3 separate regions of the Sus scrofa genome follow, and regions 1 and 2 are each linked to region 3. The links are chromatin contacts, called in public HiChIP or PLAC-seq maps. All regions are on one chromosome and are shown on one strand. The core of a region is the stretch at or near the end of the contact, and the rest is flanking DNA. Distances in the headings are between cores, read along the strand shown. Region 1 has its middle 62 kb from the start of C3H2orf40. Region 2 has its middle 57 kb from the start of NCK2. Region 3 has its middle 110 kb from the start of NCK2.

What was found. HiChIP or PLAC-seq counts read pairs in DNA pulled down with a chosen protein or histone mark.
Region 1: a contact with region 3 is called in an H3K27ac HiChIP or PLAC-seq map of skeletal muscle, with 4 times the contacts expected there. The contact joins two enhancer-like sites. A contact is called at or near these places in 2 of 47 Hi-C or Micro-C datasets (embryonic fibroblasts and skeletal muscle) and 1 of 2 datasets of contacts at active chromatin or transcription factors (skeletal muscle).
Region 2: an H3K27ac HiChIP or PLAC-seq map of skeletal muscle shows a contact between it and region 3. The contact joins two enhancer-like sites. A contact is called at or near these places in 1 of 47 Hi-C or Micro-C datasets (embryonic fibroblasts) and 1 of 2 datasets of contacts at active chromatin or transcription factors (skeletal muscle).

The regions. Positions count from the first base shown.
Region 1 is chr3:49,031,680-49,035,167 of Sscrofa11.1, reverse strand. No RefSeq gene overlaps it. Among named protein-coding and RNA genes, the nearest start is that of C3H2orf40, 62 kb to the right of the region's middle. Within about 2 kb of position 1,742, at least 32 of the 83 cell types and tissues checked have an H3K27ac peak or open chromatin away from gene starts, as enhancers often do. A contact at or near this core is called in skeletal muscle, where this site is marked.
Region 2 is chr3:49,050,764-49,054,471 of Sscrofa11.1, reverse strand. No RefSeq gene overlaps it. Among named protein-coding and RNA genes, the nearest start is that of NCK2, 57 kb to the left of the region's middle. Within about 2 kb of position 2,306, at least 25 of the 83 cell types and tissues checked have an H3K27ac peak or open chromatin away from gene starts, as enhancers often do. A contact at or near this core is called in skeletal muscle, where this site is marked.
Region 3 is chr3:49,216,049-49,219,694 of Sscrofa11.1, reverse strand. It overlaps a transcript of NCK2 not described here. Among named protein-coding and RNA genes, the nearest start is that of NCK2, 110 kb to the right of the region's middle. Within about 2 kb of position 2,059, at least 23 of the 83 cell types and tissues checked have an H3K27ac peak or open chromatin away from gene starts, as enhancers often do. A contact at or near this core is called in skeletal muscle, where this site is marked.

The sequences.
Region 1 (3,488 bases), core at 493-2,992, 180 kb after region 3:
CAGCTATTGCTCAGTGGGAGTGGCCTTGGTACTTACTGAGCAGAGCTCAAGTTTCTAGAGAATGTTTAGGGTAAGTGGGGGTGTCCCACTGACAGTGACAATATCAGCATCTTCTTACAAAGAGTGGAGCAAAGACAGGAAATGGCCTAACTGGGGGCCCACTCCAAGGGGGATTTGGAGGAGAGCATGAGGTTCAGCCTGTGAGGGGGGCATGGACCCACCTGCCAGCAGAGCTCTGAGCTGGATATCCCTTCACTGAGGGAATGAGTGGGCACTGTCACAGCCCCAGGTCATCGTCATCTGGAAGCCTAAGGTGTGGGCTGCTTCTGGGAGGAGCAGTGACCTTCAGGCAAGGCAGTCAGCCCCCAGGGAGGCCCTGCTCTGGCTCCGGGGATGCAGGCCTCAGTCTCTGGGGGAGAGCTTGAGCTTCCCTGGGGAGTAGTAACCTGAAGGCTGATGCGGAGTGCAGAAAGGGGCTCTATTGTCATGCATCACAGTTAGGAATCACCAGGTCATTTTAATCCTATGGGGTTTCAACATCTTCATTTGCAAAGATTATGTCTGTATTTTACAGAGAAATTATGAGCATCAGACAAGTACAGAAGCCCTTGCTAATAATACTCTAGGCATCAAGAAGCCCACTGATCTGTCCAGGCTTGTAGTGTCCTGGTCAGCGGTTGCCAACCCTATGGACTATCACAGTCACCCGAGTCAGGAGTAGACACTTTCCAAGCCGTCTCCAGAGTGTCTGATGCCACAGGTCTAGGGAGGAGCCTGAGAATCTTATGGCTCAAGAGATAATTTGTTAGTGTGTATTATAATTTAATATATGTAGAGGTTCTGTTTCTCCAAAGGACCCTAACACACAGCTGCATGTGCAACCCTAACTGAGCCAAAAGGCAGGCTAAGCAGAGCAAGAGGGATGTGGTCCCTGCTGCTCACGTTTAGAAAGGAGAGAAGGGAGTTCCCGTCGTGACTCAGTGGTTAACAAACCTGACTAGTATCCGTGAGGACGCAGGATTGATCCCTGCCCTCGCTCAGTGGGTTAAGGATCTGGTGTTGCTGTCAGCTGTTGTGTACACGTGGCTCAGATCCCACATTGCTGTGTCTGAGGTGTAGGCTGGCAGCTATAGCTCCGATTTGACCCCTAGCCTGGCAACATCCATTTGCCATGGGTGCGGCCCTAAAAAGACACATACACACACAAAGGAGAGAAGGCAGCGGGCAGCTGTTCTTAGAAACATGGGGGTGGTTGTAGGGGCACATGGGAGCGGGGATCATTCTGGTCTGGGGGAGCCCAGAACAACGGTACAACCATGACCCCGGTCATTCTGATGTTCTCAGTCTGATCAGCAGAGATGGTCCCAGGCCGGGTAGGCAGCTGGTCTGCAGCCCTGGGAGCAATGTGATGGGACTGCAGCCTCTGCCGGCCCCTCTGCTGACGTCAGACCCGGCCTGCAGCCCAGCCTCGCTGTCGCCGACCTCTGCCCTGAAGCTTCTCCCTCCCGTTTTGTTTCCTTGCTTTGTCCCTATAATCAGCCTGATTTCCAGTCTTCCAACATCACAAGGCCTCTTCCACCACCCATGGTTCCTCGGCAGTTCTGTTTTCAGACAAAAGCCCGGGACGCTTGCCCAGGGTCCATTACATTGAAAGCCCCGCCTCCAGCAGCACCTGCTACTCCTCTGACCCAGCCCCTGATTCTGCAAGACTCTATAGTTTTCCCTGGTGCAGATTCCAAGCAGGCCAAGAGCTGGGGTTTGGCTGATCAGAGGCTCCCGGGAACCCTGCCAATGGGAGGCAGTGGGGTGTCTTGTAACCTCAGAGGCGACATCTTTCAGAACCATCACAGGCTAACCTTGGCGGCGCTTGAAGCCATTTGGAGATTAGGAGCCGCTGTCCACTGGAGAGGACACTATTGACACCGAGCCCCCTCTGCTGGGCCTGTTTGGGACAAGTTGGGCTTTGTGTCCTTCTATCAAAAGGAAGTTTACCAAAAGGCGTCACCAGGAGCAAAGGGCAGCCGTTTCCTCCAGGGAAAGCAGCGCGGTTCAGTGAGAGCCTTTTGTCCAGATCCACAAGCGAGGAACCGGGGAGCCTGTGGGTCCCTGTCCTGCTCAGCAGGAACCAAGTACGGAATGCGAGCTGGGCGAGGCTGGGGCCCTCGTTCCGGGGCCGGCCTGGCTCCTGGATGGACTCCAGCGGCAGGACAGTTCAGGTCTGTGGAACGAGAGGCAGCATCTTTGCTCCTTCCTTCCAGGTCCACTGCCTCGAGGGTGGATCCCTTCTCCTGGCCCTTCAAGCTTGTGGTTTATGGGAGCCCTGGTGTCAGTATCACCGAGCACACACTGGGCCTGACCCTGTCACTTCCTCCTCAGTGTCCCCTGCCCCCAGCAGCTGTGGCCTGGTGCTGGGCAGGAAATCAGGGTGATTGAGGGGCACCAGCTTTCTGTCCACTGGCCGCAGTGGGGGGCCCAGCCAAGGACTCCGAGGCCCTGGAAGAGGGGGAGCCACAGATGAAGGAGTCTGGTTTCTATGTGACATGTGCAGCCCAGGCCCTGGGCCCTTAGCCACCGACTGCCCTGGACTGTGAGCCGAGTGGTAAATAAGCCTGATTGTGTCAGTCTGCTGCCCCCCAGGGGCCGTATCTCAGGAATTAGACTACCCGCCCTAAAGGTGGTGACAAGACCCAGGTCCACGTTGATGCAGGGATCATGCGGCTTAAGGGGAGGGGCTCCCAGCACCCACCCATCCTGGGAAGTACCCTGGAGCCCTGGGTGTCCTAGTTCCTCACTGCCTGGGCCTCTCCCCACACTCAGGCTCCGGAAGATATCCCTATGTTTCCAGCGCTTGCATCCCCCTCCTTTGCTTTCTTGCTCCCTCCCCCTCCCCCTTGGAGCAGGGCAGAAGTTGTCATTTATATTTTGCATATCTTTCAGGGCTCAGAGTGTAACTTTCAATAGGTCAAAAGTATGGTGTCATCTGAAGCTTGAGTCAATACTGTCAAAGACATATTCCATGAGTTCCCATCATGGACTCAGTGGATGGCAAACCCAGCTAGCATCCATGAAGATGCAGGTTTGATCCCTGGCCTTGCTCAGTGGGTTAAGGATCCAGTGTTGCTCTGAGTTGTGGTGTACGTTGAAGACACGGCTTGGATCCCAAGTTGCTGTGGCTGTGGTGTAGGCCTGTAGCTAACAGCTCTGATCGGACCCCAAGCCTGGGAACCTCCATATGACACAGGTGCGGCCCTAAAAAGACCCCCCCCCAAAATACCCAAAAACCTATTACATCTGTAACAGGAGAACCTGCAGAATAAAAATGGTGGTTTAGAAAGCCATTTAAGGAACTGGCTATGCATATAGGTATTTTGAAAAACAGGATGCAGAATAAGCAGAATAAGGTTTTTGGTTCTATCCACAGATCTATGGCTAATGTTCAATGGGGCTGTGTCACAGAACCATAGCTTCTCCAGTGGAGGGAATGGCCT
Region 2 (3,708 bases), core at 1,057-3,556, 170 kb after region 3:
TTTAAAAATGGGATTAAATAAACTCCTTTAAAGTATTTTCAACTGCATTTCTATATCTATTAATTCAATTTCCCCTTTTAAGTACTTCAGTTATTTAATTAACAAATCTTTCCAAGTACTTAAGTAATCCTTGGAAATCTCATACATTAAACCTTTAAATATGTTAAGTCTTAAGTGCTCTTAAATGCACCAGTGCTATTTATATGTTTACTAAGATTCCAACCTAAACTCAAAAGTCTAAATTCGATTATACATTTTAAATTAACAGGCCAAGTTCTCTTAAATTTGATAAACACATAAGCTACCAAATATGCATAGATTTTCTTACCTCAAAAATATTAGTGCTAAAGGAGTTCCCTTGTGGTGGTGTCAGTTAAGGATCCAGCATTGTCACAGCTGTGGGTCAGGTTGGATCCCTGACCCGGGAACTTCTGCATGCTGCTCGCATGGCCAAAAAAAAAAAAAAAAGTATTAGTGCTATAATTTAATTTCACTAAACATCTATAGCTCTAGTTCAGAATCTTGCTAGGATTAAGAAATATTTACCTACCAAAGGGATCATTGTCATCCTCAGTCACATTGGCATGACCTTCCAAAGAGGAATGAGGATTTGCTCTCCCAGCTGGTGCCACTGCCCCTGCTCAGTCGGACCTCTTCATTCACTCTCAGGAAAGAAGCTCCAGCCTTTAGGACCAAAAATCCCTGCTCTTCCCAACTCCTGGGGACACGAGGTCCAGCTCTCCAGTGTCTTCAGATTGCGGTGCTTGAGGGGAGGGTTGCCCCATGGGTGGGGGCAACCCCTTCCCTAAATACCCCTCACCCTCAACCTCTTCCACCAAAACTCGCCTGTCGGCGGAGTGGGGGGTGGTCAGTGGTGGTTCCTCCAACCCCACGCCCTTGGCTTTGGGCTGTGGGACCTGTGTCCTGTCTCAGTCTCACACACACCTGCCAAAACCACAAGGTGGGAAGAGTCCAAGTTTCACATCCTGTGCCCCTCACGGACTTCTCCCGGGTTTAGTTCCCACCCAGGGTGGGGGCCCCGTCTCAGCTAGCATTTAGGTTCGGACTGTCCTGTGAATGTGCCACAGGAGGTGAGTTTCCTGTGGCAGCGCAGGTGGGAGGGGAAGGCAGGGAAATGGGGAGCATCACATCTGCCATACCTCAGGCCTCGCCCTGAGCCTCCTGCACCCATGGGAGGCCACAGAAGCCGAGGGAAACTTGTCCCTGCCCGGGGCAGTGAGGCCGGGGGCATAGGCATCAGCAAGGATGGCCTCACTGGAAGGAGGTGATGGGTCTGCAGCCGGGAGCGGAGGGGGAGGTAGTGGGTCCGTGGGGTGCTGAGGGGGAGATGATGGGTCCGCCAGAGAGGAAGGGGAGGTGATATGTCCTCTGGAGTGGAGGAGGAGGTGATGGGTCTGCCAGGAGCTAAGGAGACAGCCCTGGGGCCAGGCGCAGTCACCCAGTGCTTCCATCAGGAATTGGTGAGACAGGGCTGGAGGCCTGGCACTGATGAGGAGGTCAAAGCTGATGTCCCTGGGACTGTCACAAAGTAGGGAACTCAGGCTGGTGGAATTGGAACAGAGGCTGTGCTTTCAGGCTGTTGGCACAGTGTTGGTTAAAGGTCCTCTCCAGCTCCTGCAGAAGGTGAGATGCCAAGACCTGGGATGTACCTTGCAAGCTGGTGTCTCAGACTGGAGTCCGACCCTTGGTCGTGGCCCCCACAGCTGCCCAGGCATGACCCTCACGTCACGCCCACACCTCCTAGGTTATTTCTGAACATGGGGTGCTGACCTCTTGGCGGCAGTCAAGGAGCATAAGCAATAACATCCAGAAATCCCACCGCTTTGGAAGGGGGCAAAGTTTTCTCCAGGAATGCCAGAGAACCAAGGCACTGGGCTGCCCCACACAGATCTTTGCACGCGATGACAATGGAAAAAGAGGTAAATGCATTAAAATTATTCACTTGGTTTAAAGTCATTGCAGTATCTTGGAACCTGGCTTTGCCTCTCTTTAGCTTCAGACTTTCAAGGGTCTTTGTCTGAGAAACCACTTAAAATGCACTCTGATTTGATCAGCTTTCCTCTGGGTGCGACACCCAGAGGCCAGGCAACTAAGCACATGGCGGAACCTGGAGCCTCTCCCTCCTGGGCCAGCCGTGCTCTCTGTGACCCCGGCCCCTTATGCAGGCAAGTGTGACACAAAGACCTCTCTCAGAGCCGTTTCTCTCTGTCCCTAGAGGTCCCTGGGCTGAGTCCCTGGGTAGCAACGGAAGCCACAGCTAAAGGCAGTGATACAATCGGGCTATTGTGTGAGCTGTGTCATCGGGAGGGCAGCAGGGGCCCAGGACTGAGTCACCAGGCACACCTGCCACGCCAGCCTTCAGGGCTCGGGGCGGGCGGCGCTTCCTGGCTGCCCTGGGCCTCCTTCTCTATCCCTGGCCCCTCCACGGGGCCACCTCTTCTGCCTCCTGCTGCCCCCGCCTCATCTTTCCTGGCTTTGCCTTCTCCCCACCAATGCCGCCGTCCTGAGCCCAGGCCCCCCCCAACAGCAGCCCCGCCCACCTTGTGCATGAGTTTGTCACACCCAGAACTGGCTGTGTACATGGGAGGCTCACCCCACCCAGGGTTGGAGGTCATGTCCAGGACTCAGGGTATCAGAGAGGACTTCCTTCGGGCCATTCCGGAAAACTTCCAACTGAAGCGTTTCTAGCCAGATGGAGAGGCTGGGCAGCTGGGCAGTTCCCAACGTATGAAGGCTGGGGCAGCCAAGCTTGGGTCTTTTTTTTTTTTTTTTTTCTTTTTAGGGCCCATGTGGCATATGGACGTTCCCAAGCTCTGGGTCAAATCGGAGCTGCAGCTGCCAGCCTACACCACAGCCACAACAACACAGGATGTGAGCTGCATCTGCGACCTCCATCGAGGCTAATGACAAGGATCCTCGACCCACTGAGTGAGGCCAGGGCTGGAACCTGCACCCTCACGGATTGTAGTCGGGTTAGTTAAACACTGAGCCACGATGGGAACGTCTCAAGCTGGGATCTTAAGTGGAGCCCAAAGGTGACAGTCACGGAAGCAGCAATGGTGGAGAGACAGACGGGGCAAGCCCTGGGGAACCAGTGCTGTCGCAGGGTTTAAACCCGGAGCAAATCTGGTAACACACTGATGTCCAAGAGGGGAAATCAAGCCGGAGAGGGCAGGGCCCAGCGAGGCCTGGCTGACAGGGACCGAGGATGAGTGGGGCCAGGAGGGTGGCCAGATGGCCAGGGGCAAGTTGCAGAAAGATACGAGAATGCTCTTGGGTTGGGGGGCGGGGCAGCTTTGAATTGAGCTCACAGCCACCACTAGCTGCTTGCAGCTCTCCAGACTTGAGATGGGGTGAGTCCAAATGTGCTTGGTCTAAAATACATACCTTATGGTGAAGACACCAAAAAGCACGAGATACTTCATTAGTGAGTTTTTGTATCGCTAATATGTTGAAATGGAGATGTATCAGATCTTTTGGGTTAAAGAAAATGCACTGTTAAAATTAATTCCCACCACTTCCTTTTTACTGTTTAAACTGTGTCTGTTAGAAAATTTAAAATGACATAATTGGGTCGCATTCTCTTTCATGGGACAGAGTTGCTCTGGGCTGTTTATTCGCCTGAATTCCCCGGATCCCTCAGCCGGGTCCCTTTATCTCCTCGAGCTGTTTTCCTCGGACCGCAGA
Region 3 (3,646 bases), core at 810-3,309:
GGGGGAGGCTTCCTCCAAGGGCTGCTCACCAGGCTCCCACAGAGTTTTGTGCAAGGCCAGCACATGCCAGAATCCACTGGACACATTGCAGAGATGTGGTTACACTTGCCAGCCAGGAGTGTTGAGAACGGTCAGACCAAAGTTTTCACAGGTGACATTTTGATATGAAATTCTCCCTGTGTCTGTACTGTGATCCCAGGCCCTGTACTGGTGGGTTTGGGTAAATATCCCCCCCTCCTCCCCTCTCTCTTTCTCTCCCCACCCCAGCAAAGCCAGGGCAGAGTTCTAGCAATGGTCCTCAACCCCTCACATGCATGTAGCCCTGCGTTGTCAAGTTTGGACTTGAATGTGATTGGCAGTTCCATCTCCTCTAAACCCCACTTATAAACAGCCCGTGGTGATTACAGCAAGCAAAATCTTATATTACTTGCTGGTCAGGTCAAATAGGAACCAAAGCAAAAAGGCGATATTACTCTAAATAAGTCAGCCAAGATGTCCCAGAAACAGATGCCTGTTTGTTGAGCACTGACTCAGGCTTAGGAGTGAGGGTTTGGAAGACTTGGTTAAATCCAGTCAAGGCTTAAGTACAAGGTCTGGGGGGCAAAGAGCCTCTGAGCTAATGCCCATGGGGCCTCCGTGGACTCTGAATCCTCGCAGCCACTCTGCAGGGGAGTTTCATGCCCACGTGCGGTGAGTAAGTACCAGGTTCCTGGGGGTTAAAGGATTTGTCCAGGTTCACACCGCTGATAATCGGCAGAGCTGGGACTCCGCTGAATGCCAAAGCAATTCCTTTCCCACCCTGAAGCGAGCTCTACTGGATTTATAGAAATTAGGGAGAACTCACCGCTTGTGTTACATACACCAGTGGTTCTCAAAGTGTGGTCCGCGGACCAGCAGCATCGACACCACCTGGGAGGTGTTAGAAACGTGTGTCCCCAGCGCATTTGATGACAATGCTCTGGGGGTGGGCCTGATAGTCTGTGCTTTATGAAGAACCCCCTCATCGGGATTCCGCTGTCTGCTCAGGTGCGGGTGCCCTGCCTGATGGGGTCCCGCCGGGGGAGAGGTGGATCAGTCCATCCAGGTACCAGAGGTGGAGGGCCCAGAATGGTGAGGATGGGGCTGCATAGAGAAATGCAGATACTGCACAGACAGGATTTTGATCCCCAAGAGCCTTAGCTCATTTAAGACTGCATTGTGAGGTTCACACATGTGGCTGTGTTAACTCTGATCTAAATTTTAATTTAGCCAATTACCCTCCTCCTCCTTCCACACCCCAGCTGTCTCCACTTACAGTGGATGACCTCAGGCGTCTGGCATCTACTGAATAGACAGTACCTTCCATCTCTGAGGAATGCCGATTTCGTCATCAGCAGATACCTCCCCCCACCTCTTTTCCTGCGCTCACACACCCTGGAATTTTTGGACAAAGATTTGGTTCTTTCTGTGTATGGAGCTTGAGGCAGATTCCTAGCAAAGGACGGGGTGCAGAGGAATCGACCACCCAGGGAATCTGATTGGCACCGTTTGCCGACATCTCTCGGGCACCAGAAATGATGAGCTGGAGGGTTCGGATGTTTGAACAAGATTCAAAGGCAATTTTCAGGCAGCCTTATGTCAACATGGCTAAAACAGATGAATGGGGGGAGCTGACATTTCAAATCCTTAAAGATCTGATGGTCGTCCCTCCAGGACCCACTAAGGTATACACTGTCCCGCATAGAGTGACACCCCCCATTGAAGAATGCATGGAAGGGGCAGGATGAGGAGCAGGCGAGATGATGGGCAGAAAGTGCCAGGGGTAAAATTCAAAGGAGGGTGTCTTCTGGAGTCCCCTACGCCCACCCCCAGTGCTGGGGACTTCTTAGGTGTCAGGGGAGAGGAGAGGAAGCTGGGAGACAGTGACAGTCCTGCTGCCATGCTGGCTTCCAGGAATGCTTTGTTTCACCCCCTGTCACATGTTTGCCAGTGTCACTGTGGCGTTGCTGTAATCACACAGGATGGGTGAAAATAGCCGTGCTAGAGTCACCATGAACTGGAGGCTTTGTGTGAGGCTGGTCAGCGAGCCTGACTCAGCAGGAGCTGCCTGTGTGTTGAGGGGGCGGGAGCCCTCGATAGGCACCCTCAGGCCCTGTGCCAACTAGATAATCGGGCAGAGCCTGAGGCACAGGGTGGGACCTGCCTCTCCAGCTGCTGACCTGGCCGTGGGGGGCATGCCCCCCCCCGCCCCCAGCTTGCTTCTCCCTGAAGGGCTGCTATGGAAACACACTTCCAGTGCCTACAGCCCCGGCTCAGCCTCAGCTATGGTATAAATATCTAGCCTGGTTATTTGAGAACCAGGGTAAGAGGTAGGGCATCTCAGATTTCCACAAAGTCTTTACAAGCCACCTCAGCGTGTGGATTTATTGGATCAATAACATCCCCGATGTTATCCTATTTCAGCAAAAAGAAGGGCATTTAGGAGTGTCTGTCTTGGCACAGCGGAAACGAATCTGACTAGGAACCGTGAGGTTGCGGGTTCCATCCCTGGCCTTGCTCAGTGGGTTAAGGATCTGGTGTTGCCATGAGCTGTGGTGTAGGTTGCAGACGCGGCTCGGATCCCATGTTGCTGTGGCTGTAGTGTAGGCCGGTAGCTGTAGCTTCAATTAGACCCCTAGCCTGGGAACCTCCATATGTTGCTGGTGTGGCCCCAAAAAAAGACAAAAAAAAAGGGGGCATTTAACACTCACTGAGTGCCCAGCATTGGAGACACATGTGTGCTCCCAAGTTTCACCATCCTGACATACACACTAAACCCTGTGACATAGTTTTATTATCCCTGGCTATAAGAAAGAAACAGGGATGCTGAGAAGTGTCTGGGTCCCTAGAGGCAAGAATGTGAGCCAGGAATGCCTGCTCTCCCCATGTTGGGCTAGACATCGGGAAGTTCTGCCCATTTCCTTTGGGACTTTCTCACCCCAACTTTTCCCCAGACCTGGCCCCACCAGCTGCTTTTTACCATGTGCCCAGAATGCAGGGCAGCCCTGCCCTCCAGAGCTGGGCTGGGAACCAAGCTTCGCATCTCTTGGCCTTGCTCAGAAGTAGTTCTCGCCTGGCAGTAAATGCACTGCTGTCATTTTGGATTCATCTGTGAACTGGCTTGTTTCAAATGCAATAAGAAGTTAAATCACAAATGTGTAAGCAAAGGTAGGAAGATGATAACAGCTGACGCTCAGGACGGAGCATCACGAGCAGTTCATGTAAACTGAAAACCCAACATTTATGTGATTTTTTTTTTTTCCTTTTTAGGGCTGCACCTGTAGCATATGGAAGTTCCCAGGCTAGGGGTCGAATTGGAGCTACAGCTGCCAGCCTACACCACAGTAACGTGAGATTCGAGCCATGTCTGCAACGTACACCACAGCTCACAGCAACCGCTGGATCCCCAACCCACTGAGTGAGGTCAGGATCGAACCCGCATCTTCATGGATACTAGTCAGGTTCCTTTCTGCTGTGCTGTAACAGGAACCTCCCATGTGATATTTTTATAGTTGATGTTTCTGCAGCTAATTTTGAAGAAAAGGAAAATAATGCACTGCCACAATTTTTGAGTTGTTCAACCAGTATAACTCAACGACAGAATTTCTCAAAGATGCAGAGGAAATGA